Regions from separate parts of the Gossypium hirsutum genome. Here region 2 is linked to region 1. A link is a contact called in public Hi-C data. All regions are on one chromosome and are shown on one strand. Each heading gives the region's core, a stretch centred on a gene start, on an enhancer-like site or on the middle of the called end of the contact. The rest is flanking DNA. Distances are from core to core; before and after follow the strand shown.

The links. Hi-C and Micro-C count contacts between places; a contact is called where the count stands out from the background.
Region 2: a Hi-C map of hypocotyl shows a contact between it and region 1, with 3 times the contacts expected there. The contact joins the promoter of LOC107951413 here to the enhancer-like site in region 1. A contact is called at or near these places in 5 of 34 Hi-C or Micro-C datasets (hypocotyl, leaf and seedling).

What each region holds. Positions count from the first base shown.
Region 1 is chrA02:18,208,072-18,215,680 of Gossypium_hirsutum_v2.1, forward strand. No RefSeq gene overlaps it. Among protein-coding and RNA genes, the nearest start is that of LOC107952266, 17 kb to the left of the region's middle. Within about 2 kb of position 2,535, at least 7 of the 9 cell types and tissues checked have an H3K27ac peak or open chromatin away from gene starts, as enhancers often do. A contact at or near this core is called in hypocotyl, where this site is marked.
Region 2 is chrA02:18,416,218-18,423,826 of Gossypium_hirsutum_v2.1, forward strand. LOC107951413 (ubiquitin carboxyl-terminal hydrolase 16) reads left to right here and starts at 3,490. Exons shown (of 11, transcript XM_041083447.1): 1 at 3,490-4,282; 2 at 5,107-6,508; 3 at 6,608-6,696. The coding sequence starts at 3,999.

The DNA of each region.
Region 1 (7,609 bases), core at 1,285-3,784:
TTTAAGACAAGGAGATCTGCTTAGCCCGTATTTGTTCTTCATTTGCCCCGAAGGTTTTCACGATTACTTGCACTAGCGAAAAAAGGAGGGCAAATTTTGGCAACAAAGGTGGGAAGAGGTAACGTTTCGGTATCCCATTTATTTTTTTCTGATGACAGTATGTTATTTGGAGAACATCCACTTAAAGAGCATCTAATATGAAAAGTGTGATTATGGAATATAAAAGAATGTCGGGGCAATTGGTCAACTTTGAGAAATCTCTTATCTATTTCAGTGGCAATATTGGCGTTGACGTAAAGAATCAAGTGGGTAGTATTTTGGGGTTAAGGATTTCTAATAACCTAGAACGGTATTTGGGGCTTCCAACCATGGTAGGACGTCGAAAAAACATACTTTTATCGACATTAAAGAACGTTTTGCTAAGTTGCTGAATAACTGGAGCATGCGAGTCTTGTCGACAGGGGGTAAGGAGGTATTTTTAAAATCAATTTTACAGGCGATACCGATTTATGCAATGCAATGTTTTAAATTACCATTGTCCTTCTGTCAAGAGCTAGAGCGTATAATGAACAAATTTTGGTGGCGTAGTTCGAAGACAAACAAAGGAATACATTAGTGTAAATGGCGTGATATATGTATCCCCAAAGCGCAGGGAGGTACAGGCTTTAAAGACTTATCTAAGTTCAACTTGGCGTTATTAGCAAAACAGGGATGGAAAATTATTATGCAGCCGAATTGTTTGTTTGCTCGTTAATGAAAGTAAAATATTTCCAAAAAAGGGATTTTATGAGTGCGAGATTAGGCTCTTACCCTTCATATACCTGGAGAAGTATTTGGGGTGCTCGGCATCTCCTCGAGGAGGGACTTGGTTGGCGAATTGGGAATGGTGAGGCAGTGAACATATGGAATGATGCATGGCTACCAGGACCTGGATACGGGAGAGTTCAAGGTTAGAATATTGACATTAGGTATACAAAAGTAGCAGACTTAATCGACAAAGAAACTATTACCTAAAAGCAAGATACAATTCGAGAATTATTCAAAGAAGAACAGCTTGCAAAAATATTGTGAATCCCATTGGTGTGTAGTGAACCAAAGGATGTCTTAATTTGGAGGGGTGACAACACAGGGGTGTATACAGTGAAAAGTGGATATAAGTGGCAAATTACAACAGAGGGACCTCATGTTCAAACTGATTCTTCAGATACAATTTTTACAAAACTATGGAGGCTCCAAGTACCAAGTAAAATAAAAATACACATGTGGCGAATAGCTAAGAATTACATCCCTACTTTATACAATCTAAGAAGTCGTAATTTAGTTACTACTTCAATCGGCCCGGTTTGTTAAGCAGTCGAGGAAACGATTTGTCACCTGTTCAGAGATTGCCATTTCACACAGCAGGTTTTACAGGGATTGGGGGCATCAGTTTTACCATGCAATGAAGAAACAGATTGGAAGATGTGGTTAGCAATAGAGTTCAATAATTTAAACATTGAAGCATGCAGAATCAGAGCTATTGCTTATTGGGCTATATGGTATAACAGAAATAAGATTTACCATGAGGGGATTCGTGAACAAGCTCATGAGGTAGTTGGATTTGTTAAAGCTTATTGCACAGAAATAAACACACTGGGGGTGGTGTTAAGGCAAGTACAGGTAATGGATAGTTTTAAATGGAAACCTCTAGAGAATAACACTATTAAAGTAAACTTTGACGCTTCATTCAACTATCATACAAGAAAATCGTGTTCAGGTGTTATAGCGAGAAATAATGAAGGTCTGGTGATGGCAGCATGTACCTTTCCGTGGGAAGACGTCTCAGATCCGGTTATGGCCGAGGCAAAGGCGTGCTTACAAGCCATTACTATGGCTGAGGAAATGGGTTTTCAAGATATTTGCATTGAAGGAGATGCGCTAACTGTAATCCAAAAGATTAACTCTGCAGGGGAAGATAAATCTGAAATAAGCTGTCTGATTAGAGAAATTAAGGAAAGAACATCTAGATTCAGAAGAGTGAGCGTTAGGTACATATCCAGGGAAGCTAATAAGGTGGCCCACGGGATGGCGATGGAAGGACGGTGATATGAAAACCCCCTATACTGGATAAAGGAAGTTCCGCATGCGGTGGAAGGGTTGGTGGATGAAAAAATGAGAGGTTGCGGAGAGTGTGAAGAGGTGGAGAGTTAGAGTCCGGACTTTGCGCAATATTTTGGTCCGATGAACTCGCGATTCCGATCGAGAAGAAGACGTCAATAGCTTTGATTCTAGGCGATAATCGATCTATGTGAGTAACTGATACAGAGGAGATGTGGGGTTTAACGCTAGGGAAGATGAGCTTTCAAGTCTGATTTGATTAGATTAGTCGTTTCATTTCAGTTCTTTTGTGGTCAAGAATGAGTTTCCTTTCTTTTATGTTTTTTTTTAGGTTTTTTATTTTATTGTTTTATTTTGTTTTAATTTTACGTTATTAAATGCACCGATTCGGTGCCTTATAGAAAACAAACAAATGTTGGGTAGTCCTTATAAGCCTGAGATGTTTATGAATTTTCCCATTAATACAAGTATCAGTTATAATTTCAAAAAAAATTAATTTAATTATAAATATTATAAACTAATTAAATTTATAACATTATACTCACACACTAAAAAGCCACCAACCGTCGTCAATTGCCTCTTAAGCCCCTTGTCCAAGTTTTAATTAAAGATTCTTATGCAATTGAATTTTTTCTAACTTTTACAATTTAGTTATTGTACCTTAATTAGTCACCAATTCAACGAGATTACGTATCCATAATTTAGTTCATCTATGTAATACCTCCGTAAACATTTAATAAAAATATTTTCAAGCTCGTTTCATGAAAATAAGGTCCCAAAACCTTTTTTTCCAAAACTAATGATTTTTGGTACGAATCTCCTGTACGCTAACTAATTGACCAATTAATAAAATCTGTAAAATCGAAATTTATAATAACATCATATTTAACTCGTAAATATTAAATAATATTTAGGGACTCATTTGTCAAAATTTTGATCTCGAAATCACTATTTTTGACACCACTGAAAAATGGGTTATTAATATCTATATTAATGTTAGTTTCCATATATTATGTGAACACATTTACCTAATTAATTGGTCAAATTTTTATAGAAAATTCAATTAAATTTGAAGGCAATCATACATCCAAGTTTAATAAAAGTTTAATTGATTTTTTTAAAATTATATGGCTTTAAAATGTTGAATTATTGTTTTTTATAATAAATGGAAATATATTATTTAAAACTTATTTATTTTAAAAAACCATCAGCGAATCATCACTACAATTTTATAATCTTTAGTGGCGTTTGACAATATAAACCTCGCAAAAGGGCAACCAAAATAACCGCAAAAAATATTGCACACGCAATAAAGTGTCTTGAAAATTAGATTTTACCGGCATATTCGAATCTATTTGCCAATAATTATGGCGTTTTTTAAACCTGGCAGCCATTTTTTCTATAAAAGCCGTAAGCTTTCGCCGGTGTATGTCCAATTTGTTGTGTGTCAAACAACTAGGGTTGTGGTTAAATTGAATCGAAAATAAAGAAAAGTCCTCATAAAATCTCAATAGGCTTTGCTTCATTTGGTTGTCAACGTAATAACATAATAAAAAGTTTATTTGATGCATGCGTTAAAATAATAAATTTAACATAAAAAATAATTAGTACAAATTTATACATAAAATTAGAATAATGAGTAAAACTTTAATAAAAAATAAAATATCTTCAAAATAAGTAAAAAAAAAAATCTTCTCTTTATTAATACTAATGATATGTATGGCTAAAATTTACTAATTAAAATTAGTTTATTTCTAACTCAAGTAATGAAATGTGATGAAAAATAGTACTCTTACCAAACTTAGAAACTAGTACAACAACCAAAAAGGCTTTATATTAAATCTAGGGATAAAACACATTTAGTCCCTAAGTTTCGTAACTTTTCTTCAAGTAGTCCCTGAATTTTTTTGTTTATGTTTAATTAAGAAATTAGTATTTTTTTTTCTAAATTTTGATTCATGCAATGATATAACACTATACATCAACAAAAAATTATATGTCTTTAATTTAAGTAATAATGTAACATAATTTTAAATTAATATACAAGAGAAAATTTACTAATTTTCAATATTAATATAAAAACACTAATCAATAATAAGTCAGAAAAAAATCTACTAATTTGATGTAATGCTCGGATGATCCACAAACGTCAATGCAATTGTATTTGTACACGACGAGTCAAATTTCAAAAGTAACATTTTCTTGGATTCTCCATTATTTTTTCTTAGCTGCTTCACAACCATCTTATCTTATATCCTTACTGGCTTCACGAATTTCATGATACTTCACTCAGACCCATTTAACCTTTTCGTTGATATTCATTTTACGTATGGTTAGATTTAATAACTATACGGTTATACGATATAAATATAATATGAAAAATAATTAAAATTAAAAATTAAAAAATTCGTACTACGCACGAATAGACGAAAATATAAGAAAATAACATAAAGTATATAATAATCTTTTGTAACTAATATATTTGCCACAAGGAATCTAACTTTTTCTTTTCTTTTCTTTCCTTCCATTCTAGAGATAATGTTTATAAATATTCAAAAATACGAAGGTTCATGTTCATAAAAATAATTTTTTATAATCTTTATTCATTTTATAATTTAAGAATAATCTTAATTAATAATATTTAAAGAAAATTGTATCATTTTAATAACTTGAAAATTTGAATTCATTCTAAATATTAAAAAAAAAAACCTTTCAACTTTTTCTAACCACTTGGTATTTTCTTAGAACTTCAAACAACATATCGTTTGGCCAAAATAACAACACAACAACATAAGGTAAATCAAATACAATATTGTACCTCAAAACATCATGCCTCATTCCTTATTAGTTAAAAACATACAAGGAAATAAACCCAAAAGGGCAAGAAACAGCTGGGAAGGAAAGTTAAATACAATATGGCTTTTTAAGGTTATTATTATAAACAGAACATGACATAGAGTTACATTATTCTGACTCAGATGCGGGTATGGGTATGGGTATGGCTAGGTTTGAAAGATAACATTCCCATATACACGAGTATGGTAATGAGTAGTTCAACAAAATTGAAGGATTGAGCAACATAGAATATAAGTAATAGCTGATACAAGGACTTTGAATGAAAGCCAATCCGCAGGGAATTTACAATGGAAGAAAATAAAAGTTGTGAGAAAAAGTAAAAAAAAAAGGGGTGTAATTAGGGGTTGGTAGGATTCAGTCCTCCTAAAATAAAAATTTTTTATTTAAAACCCTTTAAAAATTTAAATTAATAAAAAAATTACATTTTGACATCCTAAAATTTATAAAAAAAATTAATTTAATTTTTTTAAAAACTATAAAAATATAAATTATTAAAATAATAAAATTATATTTTTATTATAGTAAAAATTAAATTTGATTTTAACCCTAAAAAAATTCCAGACTTCGTCCCTTACTAAAAGCCCACTCTAGTACAAGCAAATCAGCCACGGACAGAGAAGACTGAAATGTGAAGCCCTATGGCTAAGGATAAACTCGTTTTATCTAACCCAATTAAGTTCACCACTCCTAGATTCGGTTTCCTCCCAATATGGGCCTCCTATTCTCTTTTATACTCAACTAGTATAAATTCCCCAGCTTCTTTTAGGAAATCTTTTTATATTTTTTTCTTAATTTTTTTATAAAAGATAACGATGTTAGCTCTAATAAAAAAATTTCAAACATATATTTTATTGCTTATAGCACAAATACATATATAATTTGTATTACTTTTAGTAAATATTATTTTACTATCCTAATTCGTTTTCTATAAACTTATAATCAATTATATCAATTGATTTAATTTAATTTAATTTAATTTTAAAACAACCTCTTCATAAAAAAAATCAAACTTTTTATGATTGTATTAGGCTTTTAAATCAAATTATAGTTATGGTTGTAAGAAAATCTTATATTAGTATTAATATGTCAGTAATAATGATAATGTAATATAATACAGTAGCAGTGTAATACTTCTAACTCGTATCCGTCGTCGGAACAGCGTTTAGGAGTATTACCGGAACATTCAAAACATTTTACAAATAATTCATGTAAGTTACTATTCATTATTCGAGAACATTCATAACGTCCCTTAATTGGGCCTTCAAAGCCCAATACGTGCATTAGAATCGAGTAGGGACTTAATCGAGAACTTTAAGAATTTTTTGCGACTTTTCAAAATTTTTCCAAGGTGCAGGGCTCACACGCCCATGTGGTCTAAGGGACACGCCTGTTTGACCCTGGGACACGCCCGTGTTAGAGGCCGTGTTCGACCCCATGTAACTCTCTAACTTGTGCACACGGCCATGTCACACGCCCCTATGCTAGGCCGTGTGGTTAATTAATTCAATTCGAAATTAGGTGCAGGTTTCACATGGCCAATACACATGCCCGTGTTCTAGGCCGTGTGGCACACACGACTGAGACACGCGCCCATGTCTTTGCTCGTGTGCTTAATTCTGAGCATTCTGTTTCTCAAACTTAAGGTGCAGGGGACACACGGCCTAACCATATGCCTATGTTACCAGGCCGTGTGTCACACACGGTCTAGACACACGCCCGTGTGTCAGCCTGTGTGGACAAAATGAAGCCATTTCTAGCTTCGTTTCTAACCCAAAATTTCACCCAAGACCTGCACTTGAAACACACATTCAATACCAACCAATCTAAGCATTCAACTTGAGCAAATCTTATCATTCACAAGGCATATCACTACAAGCATACATGATCACAACCTTACCTTAGTTTAACTTAGGCATTCACAACATTTATCACATATTCTTAACATAACACATGTGTATATATATATCATAATAATCTACCTAGTCATACCAAAATGAACCATTACTAGCCATTCCAGTGGCTAGGTTACAAAATAACATTTCAAGCCACTATTGGCTAAGTTGTCTTATACATGCCATTATACCAAAATGATTTTACTAAGTATATCCAAGATGACTAGTTGATAGTGTGACGATGCTCCAATGATCTTCCAACCTTCACGAGCTTCCGAGCACTATAAAACAGGGGGAAAATAAAATGGAGTAAGCATTACATGCTTAGTAAGTTTGTTTAACGGAAACTAAACTTACCAATCTTGTTTATTAAATCTAGGCATACAATGTTATGTTTCCATCCATTTGGCTAAATTGCCTAAATGCATGCATTCAATCAAACATGTAAGTTACCAAAATCTTCATATCAATCAAGTAACATAGATGAGCTCATCAAGGAATATTCTTTCAAGTCATTATCATTTCATCTCAAGATTTTCATGCCATGTAAAGAGTTTTATGTCCATTGAATCATTGAATTCCGATGGATGCTTAAGTAGTACACTTGAAGTGTACGATTCAATAATCTGTCAATTTCTTATTCAACGGTACCCATTAGGGCACTTAACCAAGAAACACTCACTCGAGCCATTTATCGTATAACAGGATTACCATTCCAGGCTAAATCCTTTATATAACGTAAGCTCAGAGGAGTTCGATTAGGA
Region 2 (7,609 bases), core at 2,240-4,739, 210 kb after region 1:
AAGTTTAATGAATGTGTTATGAGATGATGAAATATGTATAAAGTATTGTAAAAGTGAAATTGTGGGAAAATATGGAATTTTTATGCTGACAAGGATTAAATTGTTAAACTTGAAAAAATATGTGGATGAAATAATAGGAGTGAAATACATATAAATTTGATATTGCAATAAATTATGTGGTAAAAGTGTAACAAGAAAGAAAATTGATTTAATATGATTAATTAGTGAATATTGAACTTTTATGACAAAAAAATAACTAAATTGAAAAATTATGAAAGATTATAAGAAAATATTTTATAAGTGAAGAATGTAATAGAGAATGTAACATCCCGGTGTTTTAACCCGACGTTCGGGTCGAGTATGAGAGTGTTACAGTGAATAAAGCGTTATCAGTTTTGAAAATGTCTTATGAAAAAAATTGGTAAGACATTTTACAGAAATAAGAGGGTAATTTTACATTGACTGAAAAATATTTTACGTTGACCATCTTATTTTACATGAAACAAATATTGAAAAGAGTTGAAAATATTTTCCAAAAAAATTTATACATTAAAACAAACAAAGCCTAAGATATAAAATGTTTTGAATAATGAGGATTGAATCAACAAATAAAAGGGATGTGACTTGAATCATTGCAAAGCATTGAAATTTCAAACAACTAGAACTGAATGTTTTCAAAAATATTTGTATTCCATTCTTCTATTTCAAATAATTAGAATGTTGGAGAAATATAAATGGTAACGAGCGGAACTAAGAGAATTGGTCTAGAATTAAGGTAGCGTTTGGTTTAAGAAAATGTAATAATTTTCAAGATAATTTAATCATTTAGAAAGTAATTTTAACGTTTAATATGTTACACTTTATTTATTTTTCTTAAAAATTACTTTCTTATGAATATGGAAATGTGGTTTCCATAGTAAAATGTGAAAAATTACTTTCCCATATAAATTAAAAAATTAAAAGAAATATTAAGACAAAAACTCTATTTTATATTGGTTTAAGATATTAGTCTATCAATAAATGTAAAAAAAAAGAAATTATTGCCTTCTTCCTCTATCCTACAACTTGATTTTTATTTTATTTTAATGAATTCTTCACAATTATTATATATACATATTTCTTTTTAATTTATTCAAAACAAGTTTTATATATACTTGATTTTATATGTGTATTATTATATTCACAAAATATTAGTAGGACAAATTTGAAACAATTTTGCTTTCAATTAACATTACAAATTAAAAAAATAAAAATATCAATTACAATTTATTATTAAATATTTAATCCAAATATTTGTTAAGAACAAAGTTTATTATAAAAATTAAATATATAAATATTGTTCTTTATTTGAGAAGGGTAAATTTATAAATTATCATTACATTACTAAGAGACTATTTAGTGAACAAAATGTGATAATGTAACTTTCTTAAGATTTTGATCAATACCTTCCAATGTATATCAAATGCTATAAAATAACTTTCTCGGCAATCACATTCCATTGAAATCATAACATGGGAAAGCACTTAATGCTACCTAAATGTTTCCAAAATATTTGTATTTATTCTTTTATAATATATATATGATATATACATTTCGTCACACCAACTTGTCAAAAAGTTTATACAAATATAAATATAGACATACATATAAAAGGGTAATGATATGTTCAAGTTCCTATACTCTTTGTACATTTAAAATTTAATCTTCATGCTTTTATTTTGAATAAATTAACTTTTCTACTTTTTAGATTTAAAAAATACAAGTCGAATTGTTGAGATGGTTAAAATATTTATGTTAAATTATGATCAAATACAACACTAATTTTTTTTTGTAACATGGTTACGAAATGAATTTTTATATTATTTCAAAATGATACACTAATGAATTTTATCGAAAAATTTTAATAATATAAAATTAGATCTAAATTTTAAAATCTAAAAAATAAAAATATTGAATTCTCAAAAATATAACGAACTAAAATTTAAATGTACGAATAGGGGCATATTTTAAATTTTTGTGGTAAATAGGTAGGGATTTGAAACCGACATTCTAATTCGCTGACTAAAACAAGGTGCAACAAATTAGACCCCTTCAATACTGAGCAGAGTCAAAAAGGTGATTAGAGAAAAATGGGTCATTTTTGTCATAAATTTGATTTCCATTTCAGTCTATTTCACAACAATGTCATTTTCCAACAAACTAACCACCAAATTTGCAAATGTATTATGACCCATGTATTACAAAAATGACTTAAATAATAAAATATATCAAAATTTGGTTTTTATTTATCATAATTATGAATAACATTATGGAAAACGTAATCCAATTCAGGAAAATCATAACTTCGTACAGATAAAAGTCGCAATAAAATTTGGAATATCAATTAATAGTTTATATTATATAAAATTTAAAATTGCTATATATATTTTTTATATCAATATATTACACTATTTAAAATTACTTTTTTTTATCGTTACACTATTTAAAATTTTTGATTTAAAAGTATCATTTTCTTTATAAAATGTAAAGGTAAAAGTAGTTTAAAGAGCAAATTTTTAGATATAATGATTTTTTAAGCCTTCAACTTTGTAAAAAAAATTATTTTAGTTTTTCATTTAATAATTTTTTTTAAGTCATAAACTTGTATTATTTGTTAAATCAAAATGGATAAAAAAATAACATTCATTAACTTTGTTGATGTGACAGTCCGCATGTATATCACATTAGAAATTAATTAATTTTTTAAAAATTAAAAAACTATATACTTTTTAATAATTTTAATAACTCTTATATTTTTAATAAATTTTATAATATTTTTAAATTTTAAAAAATTAATTAATTGATGACACGATATTCATAAGGTAATCTATATTTATGCCATATCGATAAAATTAACAAAAATTAATTTTTCTATTTATTTTAAAATAATTTCACAATTGACATAAATTTTAAAATAAAAAATAAATAAAAATAATTTTTAAAAAAAATTAAAGAATCAAATAAATTAACTTTTCACCATTTTATTTGCTATTCAATTAATGTAAACAAAGAAAATTGATTAATGATGTGACGGTAGACATGGGAAACATTTTCTAGTCGAAGAAATTCAAATGCGAAGGTTAATTCGGGCATATTCATTAAATAAATTTATAATTTTATTTAAATAAAATAATAATAGTTTAAATAAAGCAATTACTTGTGGAATGGTTTATTTCCAGCGGAGGGAAAACTCAAAGACTGGAAAAGGAATAATTGTTATGGTAAGTGAACCATCATCATCAGATTCCGGCCTCCACCAAATCAAAAACAAATCTCTACCGTCCGATTCCTCGTATTACTGTGACCGTCCAAACGCAGTATCCATTACCAAATCAAAAACAACCCCCGCTAATAAATAATGAAAAAGACCGGAAGTTAGCCGGTTCAACCCGTGGCCCCCACCCTGGTTCGAATATTTGATGGCCAAAGAATTCACGCTTCTCGATACCTGAAGACAAAATTCCTTTCCCCCTCGACCATCAATTTTCCCTTTTTAATAACATATTTTAATATTTATTTTGCTAAGTTAATGTCCCTTTTTAATATTATTTTCCTTTTATTTCCCTTTCTCCCTGTAAAAATCTCGATCTAAAAAAGGGAAAAAATTTATTGTCTGAAAATCCTCCGAGCTCAACAAGAAGCTTAAACTTTCACCTTTTTGCTAACCCAAGCAATATCGACATTCTTCTCCCACTGCCACTCCCTTTTAGATTTGTTTATTTTATTTTTATTTTTTATAAAATATAAAATAATTCTATTTTTCGAGATCACGGTGCAGTTCAACCGTCTTGTTTCAGTCCACACCAACGGCTACGGTTGCATGTTCGACGGCCGGAGTTTGTTCCATCGCGAAAGCGATCAAGACGGGTACGTCGTTGGAATCTATGTCTAGTGCTGAGATTTGGAGAGTAGGATTTGCCGACTACTTTGGATGCCTATTGGTATTGGCTGCAGGATAAATGCTTTTTATTTGGGATTTAGGGTTTCCGAGCCTGGTGCTCGTGCTCTCCCTCCTCCTTCCTTTGATCGGCTTTTTCGTAAGGCGGAAATGGCAGTTTTCTGTAGCAAGGCAAGCGGAGATAAAGAGGCTCTTGATTTTGGCCTCTGAGGAGGCGGCTAGAGTCGAGCTTGAAGCGACTATTGAATACGGTACGGTTTCTATTTCGCGGAACTATCACCAGTGTGCTGTTTGTTATTGTCCTACTACCACGCGGTGCGCTCGCTGTAAAGGGGTTCGATATTGGTACGTTAGCTTGTTAATTTCGTGTTATTGTTCTAATTTATTTATAATTATTGAGATTTCTTTTTGTTTAGGCGATTTTGTTTCAAATGTATTTGAGATAAATTTGATTCTTTTATCTGACAATACTGTCTTAAAGAGTATGTAATCGAAAAAATATTTGATTAGATAAGTGCTTCAAGTAGCGCAGGGCGAGTGTGGGTCTAGTTTAAATACGCTTTAACATGTGTGAATGTACGGTAGTCGTGTAAGTGTTTATGTAGTGAGCAACGAAGCAATTTAGAAGACTTTGTGAAAATTAATTTTAAACCCAACATCCACAATCTATCATTGATGGGAAGTTTGGAGTTGGTCTTAAATGCTGCAATTTTTTGGTGGATGTTTATGCTGATTTTCTGAAAATGTTTTGGTTTGTAAATTACATGTTTGAGCCTCCTATCTCTAGGTTACAAAGACAGGATATTAGAAAAACAATTCCTCTTGAAAATAACCTTTTCCTTTGTGCCTTTTTTGTCTGCAGTTTAGGGGTTCTTTTTAATCTAAGAGTTGAGGTTTTGTATGTTCACTAACTACATTTGCGAATCATTAAAAATGTGGTTCATTTGATGGAAAAGTAACCAAAAGAAAATCCACCTAATGAATAGAGAAAATATTTTAGCTTTCCCCCTATCACCTTGTTGTAATTCTAAGGATTTCTTTTACTGATTTGAAGGGACAACAATAGTAAATTATGTCCGTGTTTAGCATTATTTTCTAATGATACAATTGATTTTGTAGAAGTTCTTTTAACAGTTTTTTTTTTTAATACCAAAAATTGGATGTTTTAGTTCTGCGAAGTGTCAAATTATTCACTGGCGGCAAGGTCACAAGGAAGAATGCCACCCACCTGCCATTGCCATACACCAAAATCATGATGAAGGGAGCGATTATGGTCAGAAGGCGATAAATCAAGACCAATATGGAGATAGATATGAGATTGAAGAAAAGTCACATGCAAAGTTAATTGGAACATCCTCTACTGAATCTGCATTGTTTAGTTCCATCACAGGACCTGCATTATTGAGTTCCTCTAGCTCTTCTGTGGTTTTAGATGGGAAGGATGATGATGCAAAGGTTGAGTTTCATGCTGATAGGGAAGGACTGAGCTCTGCTCCAGAATCTTCCAGTGCTTCATTTTCAGGATTTTCGTCTGCAGCTGGTAGTGAATCATCTGATGATGTTTCTGTGTGTGAGAGCGTAAGTTCAAATGAGCTTGATAAATTGGATGGTTCCTCATCTGCTGATGTTAATCTTGACACGTTTTGGACTTCTGTTGTCAACAATGTGGATCAAACCAATCCATCATCCCCTAAATTTGTCAGTTTGGTTGATTCTGTAGATGAAATTTCTAAATTAAGTCATAGCAAGCCTGATCAAAGTGAAGAGAGCCAGTGCAGAGCAACTAGTTCTTCAGGATTAGGTGTTAGTGATATGTCTGAGGGCTCAAATGCTGAGGCTTCTAGATTTTCTTCTGATTTTTGGGGCAGAACTTTGGAATCAGTTCCATCTACAAGTGTTGATGACAATGAGTCATTTAACTCTTATCATAAAGAAGGCAGTAAAATGGCCTCACTTGATTCTGGATCATCCTTACATTTTTCATTTACTTTGGCTGGAAATGCTTCTTCCTCATATCCGCAAGTCTCCAAGGTGAAAGATGCCAAATTGGATGATGCTACTCAATGTGCTACTACTTTGGGGCATTCCAAGCTTTCAGATGGAGTAGTTTTGTCCGAAAATGGTGGTTTAGATTCTCCGAATGAAGGAAACTCCAAGTCCTCAAATTCTGTATGCACCAACCAGGGTGAATGTGGATCTAACAATATTCAGCATGTTATAAATCCCAGAGAAGCTATCAATATAGATTTTCCGCTAGTCGGTAGCTTGTCATCTTCCCATTTTGAAAAATCAGGCTCTACTGTTGTCACTAATGGACCTAGCATTAGCAATGCTTCTCATTTGTCAGAGTCATCTGATTCTTATTCATCCAGTGACAGAGTGCATGCTGTTCCCAGTGTGAAATCTGGAAAATTTGATGATGTTCATGCAAATTTCGCTAAATTATCTCAGTTTTCAAGTTATTCTTCTAACGGTAAGAATGGATTGAAAACCTCAATGTGGAAAGTTGTTGATCAATTCAGAGTATCTAAATTTCCAAACACCATTCATTTGGAGTTAGTAATGAGGTTGGTGGAGAATATAATGATAAGCTTAAAGTTGTTTTTCCTTTTGCCTTACTTTGCCTTCAACATATTATCTTTTTGTTAGAATTTTGTTTTGTTTTTGCAGGGAATTTTTCCTTATGAATCATTTGTCAAGCTTTATAGTTGGAACAAGGTGGAATTACAACCACGTGGCCTTGTAAATTGTGGTAACAGGTAGCATCAGATTTTTCTATTATCATAATGAACAATTATGGAAAAAATTATTGAACATAATCTGGTTTTTATGTTATATTATTGGGTAAATCCACCTAAACCTATTGCACTTTAGTTTCCTGCATAGCCACCTTGACTTTTTTCTGATAGCACCCTGATGTTCTTTTCGGTTCCATAAGGGTTACAACTTGTAGCATTAAATAAAAAGATAATGAAATGACTCTAACACTCTTCGTATGAGTTCAAATTTTCAGAATTGTGCCATCAATCCCTATCAAAACCTTAGAAATAAACAAATATATGGACCTTTGGCCAAAAGATATTTTATGAACCGATAACAGCCCTATCCTAAAATCACTTTTCTTCAAGGTTAAAATCCATAACAGTTCAAAATAGCCTAGTTAATTATGATGCCATTGCTAACATATTTAAATCCAGTATCTGGGACCCTTAAATGCACCTGAAAAAGAGGCAGGATAGACAAAAATCTATGAAGGGAAATTTTTTTAAGTAGTTAAGGTATGGCAATCTAGAAAAAGGAATAGAAAAAGAAATCTAAAATGTAAGAAATATTACAGAAAATTATTTTCTCACATCAGGTCATCACAAATAAAAAGAACAGAAATAAACAAAAAATTACCCCACTAAATCTAGGCTAACAGAAATTGCAGAAAAAATTGCAGAAGTAAATGTGTGGACTTTAAGGACAGTTTGGGTTAGACTAGTCCAATTGTTACCTATTTTCTGAATCGGGAACAATACTGCTAGATCATGTTTCTGCCCTATGCTGTTTCGATTAGGAATTCCTTACATGCATAATTTTAAATGTTAAGTTTTCATCCTTTAAGCTGTGTCGTACCTTGGATGTGTATATTTTACTATTTTATTCCTTGTTTCTCACTTTCTGTTAATT